Linked DNA regions of Dromaius novaehollandiae: region 1 is linked to region 2. A link is a contact called in public Hi-C data. All regions are on one chromosome and are shown on one strand. Each heading gives the region's core, a stretch centred on a gene start, on an enhancer-like site or on the middle of the called end of the contact. The rest is flanking DNA. Distances are from core to core; before and after follow the strand shown.

What was found. Hi-C and Micro-C count contacts between places; a contact is called where the count stands out from the background.
Region 1: a contact with region 2 is called in a Hi-C map of liver, with 5 times the contacts expected there. The contact joins the promoter of LOC112984320 here to the enhancer-like site in region 2. A contact is called at or near these places in 2 of 4 Hi-C or Micro-C datasets (brain and liver).

The regions. Positions count from the first base shown.
Region 1 is chr13:5,197,387-5,202,526 of bDroNov1.hap1, reverse strand. LOC112984320 (dipeptidase 2-like) reads right to left here and starts at 2,321. Exons shown (of 12, transcript XM_026102116.2): 1 at 795-2,321.
Region 2 is chr13:4,998,519-5,003,286 of bDroNov1.hap1, reverse strand. No RefSeq gene overlaps it. Among named protein-coding and RNA genes, the nearest start is that of ESRP2, 48 kb to the right of the region's middle. Within about 2 kb of position 1,741, at least 2 of the 2 cell types and tissues checked have open chromatin away from gene starts, as enhancers often do.

The sequences.
Region 1 (5,140 bases), core at 1,072-3,571, 200 kb before region 2:
GAGGTGGGAGCGCAGCCTTTGCCGGGCTCACAGCCCAGAGCTGCAGCCTCTGTCTAGATAGACCCTGACAAAATGACTGCAGAAGGGAGCACTGAGATCTCAAAAGTTATCGTGTACTCTGCTGTATAGTGGAGTATAGCTACTATTCCAAAAGCTGTGTAATTTAAGCATCAGTTCAACATGCTCAGTGAGAAAGTAGCAAGTCTAGTTCACCCAGAGACTCTGTTCTGATGCTGCATAAAGCTGTTGCACATTGTAAATTTTGATCCAAAGTTTTTTTCCCCCATCAATATTATGTACATGGTGGTATTCATGAAGATTTTAAGCAGGAAGCATGCCCGCGTGCTCAGCAACATCAAGCGACTGCTAGCAGAACTGATCCTCATCTACACATTATCGAAGCTCTGTGTATTTGTAGAGAAATGCTGCTCTTGGTAGCTACAAGAGTTTCCTACTCAACTTTAATCCAATATCACTAAGACCCAAATATAGAAAATAATATTACCTTCTAGGTTTCCTGCTGTTACAAAATGTGCAAAATATTCTTTATACTACAGTAAGACTCATTTATCTTTAAAAGTGGTTAGGTAAGAAAGACACTCAAGCACCCCGTCATTCAGAAATGACAGGGTACAGGATACACTAGGCACCCCTTTTTCAACAGCACTGAACATAAAATAGGAAACCCAGACAGGTTTTTTTTTCATGCTGACTGAGCAGAGTTGAAAAATGAAAGTTGACACAAGATTTATAGCTTTTTCTTGTTTATCTTAACGCTCTCTGGAGCAGGTTACCTTGTTAGGAAAACGCAGCGGAGACGAAATCCACGTTCCACTGTACTGGATGCAACAGCTCGAGCTTGGCACCAGCTCCGCCTGGATCAGCACCAAAGAAACGGCCTGTGTTTCCTCGGCTCACATGTCACGGTCTGCGCGCTTGGCAGCAACGCCGTGGTTGCCCCTTGCGTGGGGATAAGGTCTGCGAGAGCTTTCCCTCCACGGCTGCCCACCCGGGAGCTCACACGCCTGGGGCGTGCGGTGCTCAGCATCCGGCATCCGCTCCCTCTTGTGGCAGGCTGCTTGTGCGGTCCAGCGCCCATCCGTTCGCTAACGCCAGATGTGTTTTACATCACTCTGCTTACATTGTTTTAGAAACAGATGCTCATCATCACTAATTTAGGTCAGAAGGGACTTCTGGAGGGATTTCATCTAGTCTGGCCACCTGGTCCATGGGGAGCTAACTGCAAAGTCGGATCAGGTTGCTCAGGCCCTTGCCCGGCGGAGGTCTCCATGTCTCCAGCAAAAGAGATTACCCAGGCTCTCCAGGCCCCTGTTCCAGCACTTGCTCACTCCCATCGTGAGCTTTTCTTTATATCCAACTGGAACCTGCCTTGCTGCAACCTGTGACTGTTGCTCTCGTCCTTTTGCTGATCTGCTCTAAGAAGAGTCTTTCAGATCTGACTTGCGGAAAACAAGCCGCAGAGGTAAGCACCTTCCTACAGAGCTAGTGTTGACTCCTTGACTGTTTCTAACCCAATTAAGATCTACCTCATTACTAAACTTGCTAGATTTTAAACAGGACGTACCATGCCTTTGATATGCTCAAAAGGTAAAGGTCACCCTCTCGAGTCTACAAGGATTTCCTGCTCCTTTTGTGGAGTCAGCATTTTGAAATAGGTAAAGAAATACACGCAAAAACATCATCCTGGAGCTGCACAAGAAATAAGGGCTGCTGATCATCATTTTTGTTTTGTTTCAAGGTTTTGGCAAAGCGCAGTCAGGCAGCGGCTCTCTTGCAGAAGGGCACGATGCTTTTGCTTGGGGTTCCTCTGCGGAGAAATAAACAAGTCTCACACGATCAGAATATCCACAAAGCCATTGCGCAAGTCACAGCCCAATGAGAACATTTCTCTGTCATCAGTCCATGAGTTGTCAGCATCTGGAGAACTTCAGCCGAAACCCCCACATCCTTGGGAATTCTGCTGCACATCCCTAAATCCATGAACTTCACTTATAAACATTTGCCATCAACCCAAGTAGACTGAAGCACCCAAAATGATACGCATTTAATATGTATAAGCTCATTTCAGGCCAGGTCCATTTTTATGCCTATGACATGAAACTGTCTCCCTGATTTAGCTTATGGCAGCAAATAACAGGCTTAAATTCATTTTCCCACCTTAACTTCCCATTTAAGTTTCATCTCTGGGCTGATTTCTGCCTAAAACTGTGTTTCCACATGCCTCCAGGAAAACTAAGCTCAACAAGTGTTTGTTCAAAAACAACTTTTGCTGAGCCACTGAGCTCCTGCTCTGACTTTTAACAGCTCACCTCTTCGAAGATTCAAAACATCATCGATTTTTAATGCTGCTAGATGCCAAGTTCTTCCTCTGGCTCGCAGTCAGGTTTCCTCCACTCTTTTACTCCAGTAGCCCTCGATGAGCCTTACTGGCTGTTTGCATTTAATACTCCATATAAATTTGGCGTTTGTGATGTACATCTTTCCTGCAGACTCCATCTGGCAGGACTGGTTTTCAGTAAATATCCTGAGAGTGATCTTTATTTTCCAGAACGTATTTACACAGCTGCCACAATAATAGCTGTCCCTCTGTTTATATCGTGTTATATTCATCAGACGTATTTCAGAGTAAACCAAGAAGGTATAAAGTAACCGCAGCTCTTAGTCATACAGCTGCTGTCAGGACACAGAGGGATGACATGATGTGTTGAGACTACTTTTCATGCTAGAAAAACTTGGTCCAGCGCCAGAGCAACTTCACTAATTTCAACAAGGTAATTGATACTTAGGTGTCCAAATTTCTAGTGTTTATGCTACCAGCACAGATTTAACTGCAGTGTTACTATCGCCGGGGATGTAGAACCTTGCAAATGCAGATGCCTGCTTTAGCAGCTGTTTTTAATTGAAATTTGATTTCTCCGCAAAATCCTTGTACTCCACCAGCTCACGGCATCATCTTCCCTGCATACAGGCACTCCAGCCCTTGGCACAAATACATTGCTGTGTTTGGATCAGCTTTAAAATCTCACAGCAGTGAAATGACATAGGGAGAAGTCAGGTTAACATAGTACTATAAATGCTGCTTAATAACGTATCTGAACTGCACCTTCCGAGTAAAGATTGCAACCTCCTAGGCTGCTAGTTGGCATGTTTTGAGCACAGGCACCAGTGTTTTAATTAGAAACTGTTACAACATGCTAGGATGAGGAAATCCCAAGGTATCAAGATTTCTGTTTGCATAGATATAACAATACTGGCACTCTTAACTATTGCTAATTAAGTTCCAGCTGTTTCTTCTACTGATCTCAGTATTATTTTCAGGTCCTAAAGTGGAGTGGATTCACATTTGGAAGGGGATGAAGGTGGGAGGTTGGTTGCTTTAATCCATTTAGTTCACTATGGTTGCAACATATTTCTCAGGTAAGACTTCACAAGAAATATTAATCTAAGCTTGGGAAAGCCAAACAGATTATGAGCCAGGTTGATAAAAAAGCTCTTTCCCTGTTACTCCATCTTGGTTTGGTGGATGGCGGAAGCTGCCATGGTTTTGTGACCCTTCTTCAACCAGCCTCAGTCCAAACAGTTCAGCTGATGCCAAATCCTCCTGGGATACGAACATACAGACGCTCTCACCGACACTTATTACCAAATGCAAAAGGAACAAAAAGGAGGACAAAGATGAATGTTTCTCACCACAGAGGCTGATTTTATCTTCTCCAGTTCTGAAAAGAGAAGAGTCATCACGAAGCACCTTAACATGTCACAGGAGCTCCGCAGTCAGGGGACACACAGCTGTGGCTGGGAGTTTCCTACAGCTCAGAGTGAACAGTGCCACAGGGAGGGCTGACACCGTGTAAGGGTGACGCAAACGAGGACGACACTGGCACCTGCCAGTAACCTCTGTCAACAACTTTTGACACAAATACCAAAGTCGTCATGGGTTCTCCAGGCTAAATACTGTACTTCCACAGAAGTGAATTCTGCAACGTGCTGGAAGGAAAGACCGAGCAAGCAGCTGCTGGAAAAAAAGTTGCAGTGAGCTGCTCTACAAAGAGCAGAATTATGCTCATTTAAAAAAATTACTATATGAGAAATTACTGTATTACAAAATTACTGTATTAGAAGTGATAATGACCAAATACTGAAGCAAACTGAACAAAGCATCTGGTCTGGTCTCCCTGCTTTCTGTTTGTTTAGCTATACAAATGGCCTACAGAACTATTAGGCCTTACATTTTTCTTTTTTTGATCTAAGAAAAATGAAAGTTCTTTCCTGTGACTTTTGTTTTTAATCACAGAGCACATCATTTACACTGTATATATATGTGTGTGTGTATATGTGTGTGTGTATATATTATATATATATATATATATTTATAAAATATAAAAAGCATATAAAGGAGTTGCCACAAGGTGGCAGGAGCTTCCCAATTAAAAACTGGATCTATTGACACATGCCAGCTCCGCAAGGAGGTATGTGCAAAGATACACCAGGCTGAAAACACACTCCTCAGCTCCACAGGGCTTTTTGTGTTTCTGTAAATCAGCTTCCTGGTGAGCAATAAACAAATAAATGAACAAACAAAAATACTTACATCATAAAATCACAGCAGTTCATTTCTCCTTGACCTGCCACCGCATTTCTGGCGGGGAGAGGATCAAGCAGGAGTTGCACAGCTCCTTGCAAGACAGGGGTTTCGGGGCGTGACCAGGGTTGCACCATCGCAGGTGTCTTCTAGGCTGCGTGACCCTTGCTCACCTCAGTTCAGATCACTGGTTTTCAAGACCACAGGCCATTTCTGTGAGGCAGCATGCAAACTAGCTTGCTTTGGACCTTTTTCTCACATAAGAAGAAGAAGAAAAAAACCGAACAACACTTTGGAGGAAAAAAAAGGCATTAGAAGAGGTGACAAAAGCTTTGTGGACATCAGAGGAAGTTATTGGCTATTCAGTTTGACACCTAAAGACAGCTGCAGAAACACTTCAAGAAGAGCATTTAGAAAAATCTTTTGCTGGTCCGAAGAAATTCCTCTGTAGGCACTCTTCTCCGGTTCAAAAGCAGGATTCTCACAGCTCTATTTCTGCCACTTTTCACTCCCATTTTTCATCAAGAGCAAAGCCAT
Region 2 (4,768 bases), core at 492-2,991:
ATTTCAAAACTGAAAGTGTTGAAGATTTTTGTTAAAATATATATAAACTCCAGGAACTGAGTTTCACTGACAAAAGCTTGTTGAAAATATGTTAGTTCATGTAAAAGCAAAACTTAGAAGCCAATCTAGTGTGATACTCTGCAGATTAAGCAATTCCAATGCAAAACACCTGATCTGGAAGCACAGCTGCAACTATTCAAATAGGGAATGGGCATTTCACACTCTTCAGTCTCACCTCACCTCAAACTGAAGGAATAAGAGCATGCTATCCTCCCTCTAAACTGTAATACGCCCCATGGGATGATCAACGTAAAAACAATTTCTAGGTAAAATTAACATGGTGTCAAGAGAACGGGAGCAGGACTACACAAGCAAAGATACCATCTCAAAACCAAAACTATCAGACCCAGAAAACTAAGAAACAAAGCAATACAAACAACCTTAACTGTTCTCCAATTACATAATATAGCAACACAAGTGCACTTAAGCCATTTTACACATTGTAGGCACAAAATAAGCTTATTTTTGAGAATCAAGCTTTGTGGGTGATGGCAGAGGGTGAGGACTATATCTTAAATAACAATAACCATCAAATCACAGTTTCTTCCCGTACATTTCATCTTTCTTTGTGGTGAAACAATTAAACCTAGACATTTTCTATATTAATTTTTCATACAATAGTCTTATTCTATCAAATTACATACATGTAAAAGACAGCTATCCCCTTAGAAAGGCTTCTACAAAACAGCAAGTCTAGAAATTCAATTGCAAAGAATAAATGCATACTTCAAAGAGAAGAAAAAAGTATTTAGGCCTTACCTCAAGCTCCCAGCCTTCTCCAGCGACGTAAACTATCATTCAAGGATGCATGGTGCCAGTGTCCACGTTCCATTTGCGCAGGAGAACTGTTGGGTCATCACCTATAAAGCCCCTACGCTAAACTGCAGGTAAGCAGGAGGTCAGGTACCATACTCGGTAAGCAAGTCTGAACTGAGAAGATACAGACATTTTTCATACAGTCCTGACATTACTTCCAGCATGTGCTGCTGCCAAAAGTTTAGCTAAAGGACAAATGTAAGCACACCTGAGCTTCCAGAAGTTACCTGCTTTACTTGAGGTCTCCACATTCAAAATACGCCTGCCTCAACTAAAACCCTCCTCCTTGCCTCAGAGCAGACTCCCCCTTTCACAGCTGAGCCACATAAACCCTCCTGGGCCAGCCTGCCCGGTGTCACATCCACCAGGCCAGAAAGGGTCTGCTTAGTGACGTGGGACTTATTCCTTAGAGTATCACAAGAAATCTTCAAATACCAAATGCAAATGTACTCCTGTCAGGCCAAAGGCAGGAAAAAAACTCATTTGCAAGCACATGTCAGGTCTTAGGGACCTGGTGGAGGGAGACAGATGCGACTGAGGAGGACCAGCGTGGCAGAGGGAGGCCAGTGTGCCCTTCGACGTGGTGGGAGGGGGGCTGCAGTCGGGAAGGGGCTCTCCGGGGCCACAGCCACCTGCCCTCCCTCGTGGCTTGTCTGGCTCCTCCAGCCGTGGAGCAGACCGCCACGGAAAACGCTCTGCCGTGGCCCCTGTCCCTTTTCGTCGTGGAAGAGGGCCGCCACAGCAGACAGCAGCTGAAGGACTCCTTCCCTTTTAATCTCATTTTGGCACCGGCTCAGTAGCCTGGCCCAGGGCGGGCAGGGGCCACTCCCCGTCACACCAGCCGCGGCCGCCAGGGGCGTGCAGGGGCCCTGGCCGCGTGGCGTGTGCGGAGCCGCCGGCGGGGAGTAACGGCCGCGGCTGGGGGGAGTAACGGCCGCGGCTGGGGGGAGTAACGGTTGCGCGGGGGCAGGGGCGCGCCGTGGCTGCGCCTGCAAGAGCCAGACAAGGGACGCCAAGGGCAGGCGGTGTGGGAGGCTCGGGAGAGGAGAGAGCCCGCAGCAGCGCAATAAAACCGAGCAACCCCGCTGGGGACCGTGCGATAACAAAAGGGTCTTTCCCCCACCTCCCGCTACCCCAAGGAAAAGCCCCCTGGCCCCACCCCGGCACCAGCAGGGCAGCGCTGCAGTGGGGCTGGGTCTAACAGAGATGTGCAGGAGCCAGCGGGGAAGAGAGGAGTAAGGGTAGGAGACACCTATTCAAAGAAATAAAATTCTCTTAAGCCCTAGGAAATACACTGTAATTGTCTGGGAAGACAGACTGAGGTAGAAGTTGCCCAGAAAAAGAGTGAGCATTAGCAGCAACCCTTATGGCCCTGGCCAGACTCCCCTACCTCCTGCACAGCCTTCCCTGCCACAGCTGTGCCTGAAACTTAACCCAAAGCTCCCTGATCTCCCTGAAGAGTTAAATGAGCTAATTTGTCCACATTTTTAAAGAAATACATATTCAAACCAGCTAGTTAATTGTTTATTCTTTTAACATTATTTCCTTTTAGGCAAGACCAGGTAGTTTTCCTCTACAACCAAAAAAAGCTAAGAGTACTCCCTGATGTAGGGTTCTGCAGTTGTACCAAAAATGTTAATACTGTTATTGCATTTGTTTTGTAAAGGTATCTTCTAGAAATTTACATTGCTTGCAAATGCCACATGTTAAGGTTTATACACACACAAAACACAGCTTGAAATATCTGAGTTCAGTTTCTACAACCAGTTTCCAGTGTCTCAGATTCTATTCTAAATAGGGATTAAAATAACACTTGAGGATAGCTAAGACATTCCCTCCCCCCCCCTTTAAGAGGTCGGTAGATCCAGCCTCTACACATGGTGGAGCATGTTACCAATTACAGTTCCTACCAGTGTGAAGCTACACTTAAAGTTTTAAACTATAATCACTACTGAGTAATTTGAAAGCCACAAAGGAGTTAAATGGTAAGGAGAACGTGCGTGTCTAAAATGAGGCCAGTGAGTTACTTCAGGTTTTGTATTTCAGCCCTGTCTTGGATACCCCAGCCTGGCAAGGAGCTGAGAGCATATAAACAACAGTGGAAGGAGCTGTTGAAAAGCTGGATGCTTTTAAGTAGATCAGTTTAGCCGACGCACAGCCACAACTTCCATAAGGCAGTTAAAAAGAAGAGAAGATGCTCCCAGCAGTTGCAAAGCCATAACCAAGACCTGACCAACTGGAGCGTGCAATAGTATAACAAATGGGCCAGTAGCTACATCCCGTAGGCTCTGTATTGCTCAGGATAGGTATTGCTGTAATTTTTGAAAGGGAGAAACATTCTCAAAGTCGCAACAAGAATCAATCATAGCTGTGCAGTTCTATCTAGCATTCAAATTCCTTCAGAGTGTATTTATGATAGACTTCAAGACAAATTCTTGGGAACAGGTTAACAAAAACAGTGCCACTTTAATATTATGGAGCAGGCTTCATCCCCAGGCACACCTGATAGTGCTGAAACTTCAGCTGAGAGGTTTTAATGATGAAATAGCATCTGGCATGTGCCAGTTGGATTAAAGAGAAACAAAGCTGCTAATCTTGACCTTTTCCTTGTTTGTTTCCCCCATACACCCCATTTTTACTACACAGAGGTTGTCTGGCTCAGTCATGACAGAAAATCTAACATTCTGGCTTGTGCAGAAAAAGGTGATGACCCACTAGCCAATTAAATCCAAACATGAAAACAATTTGAAGTTCAATAGCTAGATTCCCCTGGCACCAGAACAAGAGAGCTAAGCACATCAACAGTTACATCAAATCGCCTAAAAAGCACTCCACTACAAGAAAAGTATTTATCGTGTATATATCTTGCTTACCAGCTTATGTAAAAAAAAAAGGGGGGGGGGGGAAGAGAGAGAGAGAGAGAGAGAGAGAGAGAGAGAGAGAGAGAGAGAGAGAGAGAGAGAGAGAGAGAGAGAGAGAGAGAGAGAGAGAGAGAGAGAGAGAGAGAGAGAGAGAGAGAGAGAGAACCACCCCAATTCACAGTATGTATGCTTACCTAATCCAGGATCTAGGGAAGAAGAAATGGGTAAAAAGTTATTTATCAGAGAATGATGACCCATGAAAGTACATTTAAACAAAGTATAATGTACTTTAAAAAGCCAGTATGCATTGTAAGCATCTCTTTTATTTGTTGTAATATAAAGAAGCATACATCATTCAGTTCTTTTAAGTACAACTCAAATTGTACACTAACAAAAAAGATCAATCCAGACATCCATGAACCTGTCACAAAAGGATTCATTACATTTTGCTCTGCTGGTATTGCACTTGGAATAGATTTGAAGTAAGGCACAGTAAAAACAAAGTCACTTAGTGCTTCTACAGCAGATGTCTTTTTTAAACACATGCTACATGACGTAAAAGTACTTCTTCTAGCTTATGTATATACACACACAGGGAAAAAGAAAAAAGCATGCACTAGAGAATTTAGATTTCAACATATCTTGTTGCTTCATAATATACAAATAAAGTAGTTTAAAGATGTAAACAAATTGCATGCACATAAACTAGAGCAAAATCTTTAATACAGTATCTGAAAGCTATTATGCTTAAATAAAAAAATATAACTTATTAGTACTCAGGTTTATGTGCCATTTTTGTCCTGTGGAGATTAAAAGTTTGGGGGAGGATTTTTTTCTGGTTTTGCCTTTTTTATTATTATTATTTTTTTTTTGCTTTACATTGGCAGCAGTACACTGGTAGGAAAGACAAATATGGCTTTTGCAAAACAACAGAATGACAACATGAGAAAGCGCTACTGCATTTAAGTCCAGCATCCTGGTATTTTTCAGTCAAGAACAACAACAAAATCAATAGCATTCATGCTTTGAAT